Linked DNA regions of Zea mays: region 1 is linked to region 2. Evidence: chromatin contacts called from public Hi-C data. All regions are on one chromosome and are shown on one strand. Each heading gives the region's core, a stretch centred on a gene start, on an enhancer-like site or on the middle of the called end of the contact. The rest is flanking DNA. Distances are from core to core; before and after follow the strand shown.

Region 1 (6,095 bases), core at 2,879-5,378, 220 kb after region 2:
AGAAAATCGGCATCCGAATTCAAGCTGAGACAAAAAAAAAAATAAACCCGGGCACATCGTCCAACTAATAAGCTAAGCTCGCTAGGTTCACCTCCCTGCCTACACCATGCACACGTCCAATAAAATTTCGAACTGAGCATGCGGTCGGGCAAATTTCCAAGTTGGTGGGAGCAAATAGGCGAGCACAACAAACTCCCGCCATTCCCCAGGCGTCCAGAGGTCCGGCATTCAGCACGGCGGCATGGACCACGGACGTAGGCACGCGTCGGAACCGGCCAGTACGTACTACTCCACCGCGCAACGGGAGCTCAGCTCAGCTCAGCGAATCCCTCCGGCTCCCGTGCCGGCCCCCCACGGCCACGGCAGGCGTACGCCCCCTCGACCATCCTGTGGCGGCCAGGCCATCGCCGGCCGCTCGGCCTAGCCAGTACCCAGTAGGCGGACAGCCAGCCGGCCCAGGCCCCGTCTGTCTCCGTGACGGAGTGCCGCGCCGCGCCGAGGGACCCCCGGCCCCGTGCGCGCACGGCACGGATCGGTGCCGTGGTCCACGCCGGTCTACAGAGCCCACTAGCCCGCCGCCAGCTCAGGCTCAGGCTCAGCGGTGCCCGGTCGACCACTCCTGCCACCTTCACTCCTCTCTTCTCCCAAGCTAGTCCCCAGCCGCGCAGTAGTAGAGAACAAAAGCTTGCACTATCCATCAGAATTCAGATCCTGCATGCGCGCCCACCGGCCAACCGCCCACAGCACAGCATGCACGGCACGGCGCACTTGCCCCGCTCCGCGCTGACGCGGGCCGTGCGCGCGCGTGCGTGCTTCCCCGGATTGGCCATTAAGGAAGGGGGCGGGCGGGGGGATTCAGTAATGGCGGGACGCGCCAAAGTACAGCACGGTCGAGGAGGCGACGGGAGAGGAAACCATATGCACCTCCGTCCGCATTGCGTTGCGTTGCGTTGCGACTGCCGCATGCGCGCGCTTTTCACTCCACACCGTCCGTCCCCAGCCTAGCGTGCGTGAGCGTGCAGACGATCGAATGCCGAGGAAGAAGGCCGCGACGGCGGGTACCGGACCGGGTACGTTCGTGTGGAAAGCCTGCGTGCGCAGCGCAGGGCCGGGGGAGGGAGCGTCCGCCGCATGCGACGCCCGGAGCAACAAAGGCAGCGCGCGGAAAAGGCCAGGAGAGAGAGAGAGAGAAGAGAGAGAGAGAGAGAGAGAGAGAGAGAGAGAGAGAGAGAGAGGAAGCTAGCGCAGATCGTCCTCGTGCTTTAACTTTCTTCCAAAACAAAGATGGAGCTAACAGGTAGCTAGGGAGCTTGCAAGGCTGGCAAATCTCTCTGGCTGCTTTGGCCTCCGCTCTCCTAGCTCCATACGGATCGGAGACGCCATGGACGACGCTTTCCTGCTGCGCATATCGCATGGCGAAGAATGTAGCCATAAATGCTGCGCCGAGGGCCACAACCGGAATTGAATGCGGAACTCGGCAGCTCGCTCGCGCGCGCCTACTCTCGCCACCAACAAGTGGGAGTAAAAGCGGAAAGGAGGAGGATGCCGAAACTTAATAAAAGCGAGGAAGGAGACCACTAGCTAGCTTCATTGATCAGCTCATATATGCTGCTACGGCGCCCCTCACGCGTCCATCAGCGTTTACTGCGGGTCTGCAGCAGCTAGCCTTCGATTCGCTGCCTGCTCCCAAATTGTGCAAGGGAGCATCAAATGTGTTACGGACCCGAGCAGTGCCAGTGACATTGCAGCAGTGAAGCTGGTCGCCCAGCATTAACTTAGTACGTAGTAGAGAGAGAGAGAAGATGTTGAGAAGCAAATGGGGCTGGTTATGGAGAGACGGACGGATCAAGAACAGGTCACAGTACTCCTAGTTACTACTCTCCTGCCACACTCCGGTGACGCTGGAAAGCGCATGCGCCAGTGCGCCGCTGCTAGCCGCTTGGCATGTGGTCAAGGCAGTGGCAGGCTAAGCTGCTGTAGGAGACTAGAGGCATGTTTGGTTTCCTACCTAAGGCGCCACAATCTGCCTAACCTTAGGCGCTCGAATTGAAGAACTAAAGTTAGGCAGAAAAGTTTGGCACATTGTGGCGTCTTAGGCACCAAACCAAACAACCCCTAGGAACAGACGCTTCTGAGTTCTGATCGATGATGAACTTGCCTCTGCCCTAGCTGCAGCCAAAGCCTGCCTGGGTGGTGGACGGACGACGGACCCAGGACAGGAGCCCTGGCCGCGGAGTGAAAAAATAATCCCGGCTCTCGACAAGTCCCAAGCACGAGGAGGGGCGATGCATGCAACCCAAATCCCCAGACACGATCTAAATTTTAAATTGCAAACACAAAAGCGACTCGTACATCTCCAAGATCCATCCAAATCGGCAAATGGCCATGCCCTGCCCTCCTCCTTCCCAACACCAACGTCATGATCGTCTCATCTACGAAACACACACACACACAGCCAAAGAAGTACAATAAAATAATGAAGATGACAAGAGAACAACGGCCGTCTTCTCCATCGTAGCTAAAATCCAAGAACTGCTGCTCGCTACTGACCTAAGTAGCTAGCTTACATTTCTAGCTAAAACTCTAAAAAAAGGAAGGCAAGGAGAGGAGTACCCCCAAAAAAAAAAGGCTAGCAAGCAATACGGTGCTGAGAAAGAGAGGAGGAGATCCATGATGCAATGCGATCAGTGGTGGTGTACCTAGCTAGCACACAGTGCAGGCGCCGGCGCGAAGCGAATGGCCGGCGGTCGGTCATGGCTTCTTGCCGAGGGTGTGCTTGTTGTTGTGCATCCACACCTTGAGCACGTGGCGCTTGACGCAGACCTCCTCGCAGAACTGCTGCACGGCGGCCTCGTCGTGCTTCTGGATGCGCCACCCCAGCCGCTCCGCGAACGCCAGCATCCGGTCCTTCTGCTCCTGCGTGAACTTGGTGCGGAACCGCTTCTTGCCGGACCCCGAGCCGCCGGACGAGCCCCCCGACGGGCCGCCGCCCGGGCCCAGCGACATGCCCATCATGGGCGCCACCACCATGGGGCCGATCAGCCCGGACACGTCGTCGCCCTCTTCGCGCCCCAGCGAGTGGGAGGTGGACGGCAGCGCGAGCGGGCGCTGCATGTGCCCGGCGGCGGCCGCCAGCTGCTGGTGCAGGAAGTACCCGGCAGGGGTGCGGTAGTAGGGGGAGAACTGGTGGTGGTGCGCCGCCACGGCGGCGCCGTAGGCTGTGATGGCGGCCGGGGACAGGGCGGCGGCGGGATCGGGCGGCGCGACGCCCCCGCCTCCCGCTGGCGAGTTGTCGGACTCCTTGCGGTGGAAGTTGCGGTGGCAGCCGCAGGCCGCGCAGCGCAGCGCGTCGATGGAGCCCTCCTCGCCAGCGGCCATGAATTCGCCGCAGCCGTCCACCGCGTGCCCGCCGATGCCGACCGCGTGGTTCTTGAGGCACTCCCGGTACCTGGTGGCCCCGCCACCGCCTGCGCCTGCGCCTGCGCCTGCGCCTCCTCCCCCGAAGCCGCCTGCTGGCGGCGTCCTGAAGCTCCCGGCTCCAGCAGAATCCCCGTGCTTCGGGGTCTCGCCGCCTCCTCCGCCCAGTCCCAGCCCCGGCTGCATCGGCGCATCGTAGCTCGAGCTCACGGGCATCGGCGTCATCTCCTCGTCGCCGTCATCGTGCTCGTCGAAGTCCATGGCGGCTGACCTAGTCGGCGGCTCGTCGGCACACGGGGGAGCTTGTTTGCTATACTAGCTAGCTACTCCTACTTTGCTTTTTCCCTTCCGACTTCCAGTAGGTTCTTTGCCGAGGTTAACAGCGAGAGCTTACTACCACACATCTAGCTACAGGAGAGGGTTTGTGTTGTTCTAGCTGCTGGGACTCGTAATAGGGGAAGAGAGAGAAAGAGAGCAGACCGTGAACTGTGCACACTCCCCTGCTGCTAATTTTGACGCATCGGCAGCGGCACTGCTGCGCGGCAGCAGCCTGCAGCAGCCTGCAGGCAGGCAAGCGGCTGCTGTGCCTGTGCCTGTGCCCTTGGGGAGATGATGTAGCCACACAAACACATCTCTCTCTCTCTCTCTCTGCTTCTCGCTCTACTACTACCAATCTAGCCGTGTCTCCTGGCTACGCGCACCTGTCGCCCTGTGGCGAGAGCGAGAGCGAAAGGGTGGTGTCGCTTTGGCTCCTGTTTATATCCTGTTTATGCTGCGGTTGGGATATGGCTCCAGCCCGGTTTAAAATGGGGTTACTGATCTTGCTGAAGGCTCGAGCTCTTTTCCTCGCTGGCCTACTGATTAGGTTATTGACATCAACTTACTCTTAGTGGTCCACGTAATCATATTCAAACTTTATTCTACGAACAATACAATTTACAGTAAAAACAGTATTTTGGGTAATGATACGGGTGAATCGCACTATTTTGGGTAATGATACGCGTAAATCGCACGTATATGTACAAAGGAAGAGAGTACGTAGATCATTATTACTGTACACACGAACGTATCTTCGTGATGATCCCTGTTTCAATGCCCGGCCGGTTAGTACGCCATAGCGAATTATACCCTCAGCTTATATGTGTAGTGGAGCTGCTAATATGTTTCGACGTGGGTAGACCTGCACCTGCATAGAAAAGAGCAGGCAGTATCTCTCTATAGCCATGTTAATGAAACAACGCTAGAAGATTCGCGCACAAAGAGTCCAAGTCCGTCCCAAACATTATATAAATATAAATGATTTACATTTTCTCATTCTTGTTTTTGGATGTACCTCCCTTCTTTTGCCGTACATTTACGAAGCTGCTAGGTCACGATAGATATACTTAAAGTCTTGTACGTTCTGCAATTTCTTCAGTTTTCTGGGTCTCTTCCAAAGTAGCATGAGACTCTTTCTCATTTTTCTGATAGCTTCGTCAGCTACCTCTCGGCCATCTCTCAACCAGACTTCGGAATAAAACTTTCCACTTAGCGCAGCGGCTTCGGCCGAAGGGTTCTTAATGTCGTTGGCTGAGATCGAGAATCCTGGCTAAACCACAGTCTTTGCATACTCGCAGAGCCAACCTTCTCAAGGAGTGACACAGCTCCGCAGGCGCCGATGAAGGCGTATAAGTCTCCCCTATCACCGAGAATCTCCTCAAAACCTTCGGCTTCGCCGCTAATCCACCGAATAACTCAATCAGGATAGCCACGAATAAAATTTTGCCCCGTAGAGAACGCACCAATTTTGGCAAAGCTATCTTCCAATTTATTACAACATTCCAGGGCAACATTGTAGCATTCCTCTTTTGCTTGACGAAGCTCCTCGACATTTTTTTGAACTCTCAGCCGTTGAGTATCAGATATTTCGCGCTTTATTTGCTCGACATTGAAATTTTCAGTCACTTCATCGAGTTTCTTTTTCAATCCTTGCACTTCAGATCTGTGCAATTCTACTTGAACAAATAGCGCATACTCCAAGTCAGCAATGCGCTTCACATTTTTTGTTGCTTCATTTCAAACACCTTTACCCTCTGCTCTGCTTCGGAAAGGCTAGAAAGCCTAGCTTCACTAGATTTTAATCTTTCCACCAAAGAGAGCAGGATCTTATCCTTCTCGAGAGCTTCGTTTCTCAAAGTTATAACCTCCGAACGAAGGTTTCTAATTGCCATCTGATTGCTCTCATCTTCTGCATCTTTCTGAGCCTTTAAAGCTTTGCTAAGAATTAGACCCTGACAAACAAAGAATGTACAAATAACGATAATAATTATCACCACAAAATCGTTCATCATAATAAAAATTACCAAATATGAAGGCAAAATAAACAAACTTTCAGGCTGTTATAAGCGAGACTATCTACAAGTTGGTCCTTCGTCATTACAGACAGACCATGCTCAAGCTTCAGGTATCCCATGTTGTCCATCATTTCCCGGCAAACATCAATCTCCTTCCTGTCTGGTAGACAGTAAAGGAAGTCGTCTTCGTCGCTCCCTCTATAAACTAAGGATCCCCAAGGGTATTTAAGATTCCTTGCATAATGTTGCACTTCGGCAATTTGATCTTCGGATAGTTGCTTCCCCGAAGCATGACGAACAATATATTTTGAATCAACTTGGGAAGGTGCTTCAGGAGTAGGCAAT
Region 2 (6,282 bases), core at 2,483-4,982:
TTCACTTTTCACCCATGTTCCTGCTCAAGATATATTACTAAAACATGTCAGTTCTTTTTTGTGTGTGTGTGTGTGTGAAAAAGAGAACCGGTGGTGTGGACTTCTTGTTTTTCTTAAACCCTGTGGCTGTACACGTTGCAGGCTAAGCCTGTTGTGCAGGCAACAATGGCATTGTTTGCACTGTATCGCTTTTGGTTGGATCAATGCAACTTCACGGTAAAGATTGCATGCTAAGAAGCTAGGTGGAATGCACAAATGGGGAACTTTATCAGGTGATTAGCGTGTTAACATGCCCGTTGCCCACTAACGTCCTGCACAAAGCATCAGAAAGCAGCAGCTCTGAGTGAACCTGGATAATAGGCAAAGCACCTGTACTGTATTGTACGCCTGAGAACTTGAGGAAGTGGTGAAGACAGCTGAAGGGGGATTCAGAAGTACCAGGCATCTGAATTTTTTTTTTCTCTACAAGCCGGCTAAGGTCCCCCGGCTAGGGAGGGTGGCCACGATAGCATGTTACTCTATCCGTTATTTTTTATTTATCTGACAAATATTGGAGAACAAAGGTAACCGTTTGATTATTGATCCATTACCACGTGCATCCATGGTGTATCCGTGGGTCGTAGACCGGTGGAAATATGTTCCTCAACTCCTGACCCCAGCATGTATCTTTAGCCATTGACTACATAGTGTAAGATAAAATTATAGAGTAAAATGAATTAGCGGTCCTCGAACTTATCACATTGTGCTATTTAGGACATCGAATTCAGAAAACCAGCAAAATGGATCCCCTAACTTAGTCGAACCATACAAAATCGTCTAAAACCGGATTTGTTCAAACGAGATATCGATGTGTCGTGCCACTACGAAGTTATTTGGTTCCCGAACCTGATATCCTGTGTTACTTGGGTTACGGTTTGATTAGCGTGCTACAACTTGGCATGTCATATCGGCATCTGGTTTAAGTAAACCTGTTTTTTAATGATTTTGCATGGTCTGACTAAGTTAGAGTGACATAATGTGTCAAGTTTGAGGACCACCACTGTATTTTACTCTAAATTATAGGTCAAAATATATTTGGTATAATAAAAAACGTTTATTATTTTTAGACCGAGAGAGCAGATTTCAGAAATAATCTTGAAAGTGCTCCTCCTGCAACAGTTCTGCTGGTGCTATTGCGGCCAAAGTTGGCAACCAATTTTGAAGAGCGTCATTGGTTAATCGTGCTCGAGGTGTGGCCACCGTCAGAGCCGCACTAACCACCGTTGCTATTGGTCTCTAATGTCGTAGTGACAGTTTGACACCCCCATTTGCATCGGCATCATGCACTGTCGGTTGCCCTCTGCGTGTGAACCTGCGTGCTTTTTAGGCAGGCCTTCTTTTGAATCTTCCAGTGTCAAGAAAGAAAAGTAGTGCTTGTCCTAGTAGCCCAGTGGCACAGTACCCTGGCCCCAGGGACACGATCGGGATCGGGACCAAATGCACGTTGAGACTGCAACATATTTGTGTCCGTCTGATTCCGCAGGCGACGGCTCAGATCGAATGATACAGTGATAAACAGTTAGTATAATAGTAGCTTCGTTAAACAGCGAGAAACCCGCGTTTTTACTTGTCTTTAAACAGTGATGAACAATGTTCCTCTTCAATGTGCACGACTGCGTAACGTGCACGTCCCTGTCGTGCGTGTACCAGTTGTATCATTTTTTTTTCGGATCGAGCGACACGTCGCAGCCTTGCCGTTGCTCCGTCTCCACGGGATCATGTCATGTGATCTCCCGAGCTAGCAGCATCGAGCAGGCGGAACCGGGGGAGGTTTCGTTCAAGGCCGTGGATTCCAACAAAAATAATAAAACTGTTGTCAGATCACTCGTGACGGAGAGAGCATGAACCGGCGGAAATTGTCTGTTCACGGTTCGTTCCAGTTCCAAGATCTTTGGAACTCGCCGAGATGAAGGCATGAGTTGAGACATTGCAGTAGCAATTTTAATTAATAAAAATGTTGGCAATTTGCATTTGGTCAAATCCATCCAGATACAACAGGATGCAGTGAAGCGCATGAGCACAAGTCTAACACGGGATGCAATGCAAGCAAAGGGCGTAATAGTAGTCGCGGCCTCTAGGGTGGCAGCGGGTTATTATTCTTGGCAGCGAACGCGGTGACGAACTGGCAGCGCAGCGTTTGTTGTCGTCATCATCTTTCCTCGTCGCCGGTCTCAGAACTCGACGCCCTTGAAGACCTTGCGCACCTGCTCGAGCGTGACGAAGAGCACAACGGTGAAGGGCCCCTGGCGCATCACGGTGGGGATGAACCCCTTGTACAGCGCCATGGGTCCCTCCGACCTGACGGTCTTGAGGGCGCAGTCGACGGCGCCGGCGTAGGGCGGGGGCGCGCCGGGCGCCACCTTCATGTTCATCATCCTCGTCTTGACGACGTCGACGGGGTTGGACGCGGCGGCGGCGACGATGCCGGCGGTGAAGCTGGCGGCCACGTGCGTGGCGAGGCCGTCGGCGCCCGGGCCGCGGCGCGCCAGGATGGCCTCCTTGGCCTGGTCGTACGTGGCCAGCTGCGACGCCGTGACGATCATGGCGCGGTTGACGGTGAGCGAGGACCCGCGCCAGAGGCTGCGCACGCCCTCGTCGCGCGCCATCCGGCCGATGGCGTCGCCGACGCCGCGGTAGTTCCGGCGCTCCGCGAGGGGCAGGCGCCCGTCCGCCTGCATCCGCACCATGGCCACGTCGGCCGGGTTGCCCACGGCGGCGCCGACGCCGCCGGCGACGAGGCCGGCCAAGATCTTGCGGTGCAGCGGGAGGACGCCGCCGTTCTCCCGGGCCCACCTGGTCTTGAGGATGTCGTACAGCCCCATCCGCGTGGTGGAGTAGAGCGTCTGCCGCAGCATGGTGGCGGACACCCCCGAGAAGAGGCCCGCGGCGCCCTCGGACCGCAGGATCTGCGCGCCGACGGCCAGCGGCCCGGGCTTCCGCGGCGGCGCCGGGATGTCGTGGTGGTGCGGGAGCGCGACGGCGTGGCCCCCGGCGTGGAAGGCGAGCGCCGGGCGCAGCGCCGGCTGCGGCGCCACGGCGGCCGCCGCCTCCCCCTGCAGCTGCATGCGGACCTTGATGAGGTCCAGCGGGTGGGTGGAGCAGCCGGCCACGATGGAGGCGATGCCGCCCTCGACGAATCCCTTGACACCCATCGCTTGCTTGCCCGGTTTCTTCTCTCCTTTTGGGTTTCAGGAGTTAGGGAGAGACGGATCCGAGAGCAAAGATGCCAACAAAACTAAAAACGGAAGCTGAGAGCCAGCTCGATCAAACGGAAACGAAATCCAGACGGGAGGAAAGGAAGAAGAAGAAGAAAAAAAGGAAGGCGGAGAATAGCTATTGCTGCCAATAGGAGCTGGGGCACATCTCACTGGAGACCAGGAGATGGGAATGGAGCGCGAAGGCTATGCAGGAGGAGTGTGGGACGCTGGCCCTCTGTGACATATGCTGGTCGTGCTTCCTACTTCCTCGGCGTCGGATGTGTGGGTGGGGGAAGAAGGCGGCAGGGAGGGGACGCAATTTATAGCTGGGTGGCGCGGTGCGGGAAGGGCCAGGGAAGGAGACGAACAGGGGGAGGCTCCGCGGTTGGGGTTCCGCTTCCACGGCCTCGCGCTCGCGGTCGGACTGGGGAAGGCAGATTCGCAGTCGCGGCGCGGCGCGGGCGGGTGGGAGAGGAAGGCGACCTGGCCGCCCGAGCTGTGATTGCTTTCTGGGATCGCTTCGCCTTAACGCGGAGTTGGGGGGGAGAAGGGGCCTGGCCTGGCCGCCCGCGTCATCGGTGCGGTGGGTTGGGTGGCCCGCGGCCGACTGCCTACGGCTTCCGTCCTTCCGCGCGTCGTGCGGCGGCGCGGGCATATAGGAGAGCTGGCGGGCAGCGGGCTGGCTGGTGGCCGTCCGCGAGCGGCTGTGCCCTGATCTGGACCGTCTGTTTGGGCCTGGCCTTGGTGGGCCCCATCCACAATTAGGGTTTGGAAACGAACGGCGGCGGGATTTGCTGGAGTTTTTTTTCTATTCGTTTTGGTAGGGTGGGGCCGTGGGGACTGGGGGTGCCCGAAGGACGAAGCGAAGGCAACGGGCAACGGCACGCGCCGAGGGACGCAGGGAGCGCAGGCTCACGTCTCACCACCCCTTTTTTCACGCAAAAGGGACGACGAGGCTGGCTGCCTAGCACGCACAGGACAGGAACGTGCTCGCCAACAAAACAAAACATATACAGGAGGGAAGACACACCGGAGGCGTTGGAATTGGGGAAGTGCTTTTCTGCGGCGGGGGTGTGAGGTGGGCCACGCGCGCGCTAGACCTTGGCGCGTAGCCAAGGAAAGGAATTGTAACAGACGGGATGCAGCGTCCTATCAGGGTCGTGTGTATTACGTGTGTACATGGGTGGCTCGTTCCAACACAGTGTACAGTCCAGCCAGGCACGCAGCAGCAGCAGCCAGCAGGCAGCAGTACCGCGCTATTGCTTTCGCACCGGCCTGATCGGCGCCAAGTTGTTGTTTGTTGCCGTGCGGCACGCAGCCGCCACATGCCAGGCCTCAGCGGCGGGCCGGTCGCCTGGCCATTTCCGCTCGCCCACCGTCCAGACGGAGCCAGAGCCACCACTCGAACGGGCGGGGGAGCGGCCAAGGTCTCATCCCGCCCGGCCTTGGCCTGGCGGCTCGCCGCATCCGCCTGCCTGGGAGCGGTTCCCACGGCCCCACCACCTCCACTCTTCCGGACGTCTGTCTGTTTGGTGTTTGCGCGCGGGGGGGTCCTGGCCGGCGTTTCGCGGTCGCGCCACGGGTCCTAGGCTGGTGGTGGGACTGGGAGTGCCACACTGGTGGACTAGTAGTAGAAGCCTAGAAGGAGCGCGTGGGCGCACGGTCCAGCCTCCAGTACAGCCGTTCCAGAGACGCGGGGGGAGCGCTAGGTCGCAGCTGGTGCGGGCTGGAACACCAATTCTCCGTAACGCGTCAACACGTCTGACCCTGCGAGCAGCGTGCATTAAACCTGTGCTCCATCAAGTCCACCAACCTGTGTGCCTTTCGCTAGCGTAGCTAGTAGTACGTACGTATACGTACTGGTGCTGAGCTGAGCCCTGGCCCCTGGACTTGTCCTGCGCCTCCTGCGTTGGTAACCAGAAAGAGGGCTGAGCCAGCCGTGGTTGCCTTTTGTTTGGGACTGGGACGCTAGTGTTTATAGGGGGCTACCGGGCAACTGGATCGGGAGGACGATGAAGAGCCCCAGGCAGGCAGCAACGCAGCGAGGCTAATGGTACGTGCTCCGTTTGGTCTTTTTTTTCCTTGTCTACTGCACTAGCCCCGTGATGCGATGAAAGTAGTGGGCTAGGAGGGGCAAGAGCATAGTACAATTACTCGTGCCAGTTGGTACGAAAGGCACTGGTGCCCTTCCAAAAAAGTGTTGGATCTGTTCGGTTCATGTCTACAAGACTACATTACTGTTTGGTTTCTTCTCACACCCATATTCTCGTCACATAATCTCTATGATATTTAGATTCTCAGAAAAAAGTTGAACTAAACAGACTCTTAACTACGTGTCCCATGTCATATGTTCATTTTGGTGTTAAACTTTACTCCCTAGAACCAAACATGAACACACATTTTGTAGATACCGTATTTAGTCACACTTATTTGGGATGGCCTTTTGTTTGATAGTTTTTATTCAGTATAGAGATTTTACAGCACAAATAGAATTGTTGTAACTATATTTACATTCAAAAGGTTTACTTGTCCCATATTAGTATATGAAATAACAATCGTGAGCCAAAGTCTTATCTTAACAATACAAAATGTGTCTTCTTCTTTTTTTTTTACAGGGCGGTTGCTAAAATAAATGGGGCCTTTGATGTTTACACTAAAACAATGTCAAATGTTTCGAGGCTGAAATATCCGAAGAAATTAAGGTAGCGTGTTTGGTTTCGGTGTCCTCGAGAGCCGCTTCGTTCGAGAAATTTTGAGAAGCTAAATAGTTAAACATTTTAGAGTAACTCCGAAAAATTAGCTAAAAAGACTAGTCAAATTTACTGATTTAGCTACTCTCTAAAATAGATTTTAGAGAAAAATATAGGCTAATCCAACAGACTCGGTAAACCTATGGATTGAATAGAGAGTGAAGTAGGTTATCCAAAATTAGAGAGCGACGATGGAGAAATAGAGAGCCGCTAAATTTGAAGAGTCGTTTACAGAATCTATTGGATACAATTTTCTTTTAATATTAGCTAAATTTACCTTTACAAAACCATATATC

Evidence for each region. Hi-C and Micro-C count contacts between places; a contact is called where the count stands out from the background.
Region 1: a Hi-C map of leaf shows a contact between it and region 2, with 4 times the contacts expected there. The contact joins the promoter of LOC100283050 here to the promoter of LOC100284274 in region 2. A contact is called at or near these places in 3 of 25 Hi-C or Micro-C datasets (ear, leaf and tassel).

What each region holds. Positions count from the first base shown.
Region 1 is chr1:205,230,140-205,236,234 of Zm-B73-REFERENCE-NAM-5.0, forward strand. LOC100283050 reads right to left here and starts at 4,129. Exons shown (of 1, transcript NM_001155952.2): 1 at 2,373-4,129. The coding sequence starts at 3,678. The coding sequence ends at 2,752.
Region 2 is chr1:205,009,087-205,015,368 of Zm-B73-REFERENCE-NAM-5.0, forward strand. LOC100284274 (mitochondrial 2-oxoglutarate/malate carrier protein) reads right to left here and starts at 3,733. Exons shown (of 1, transcript NM_001370620.1): 1 at 1,959-3,733. The coding sequence starts at 3,191. The coding sequence ends at 2,211.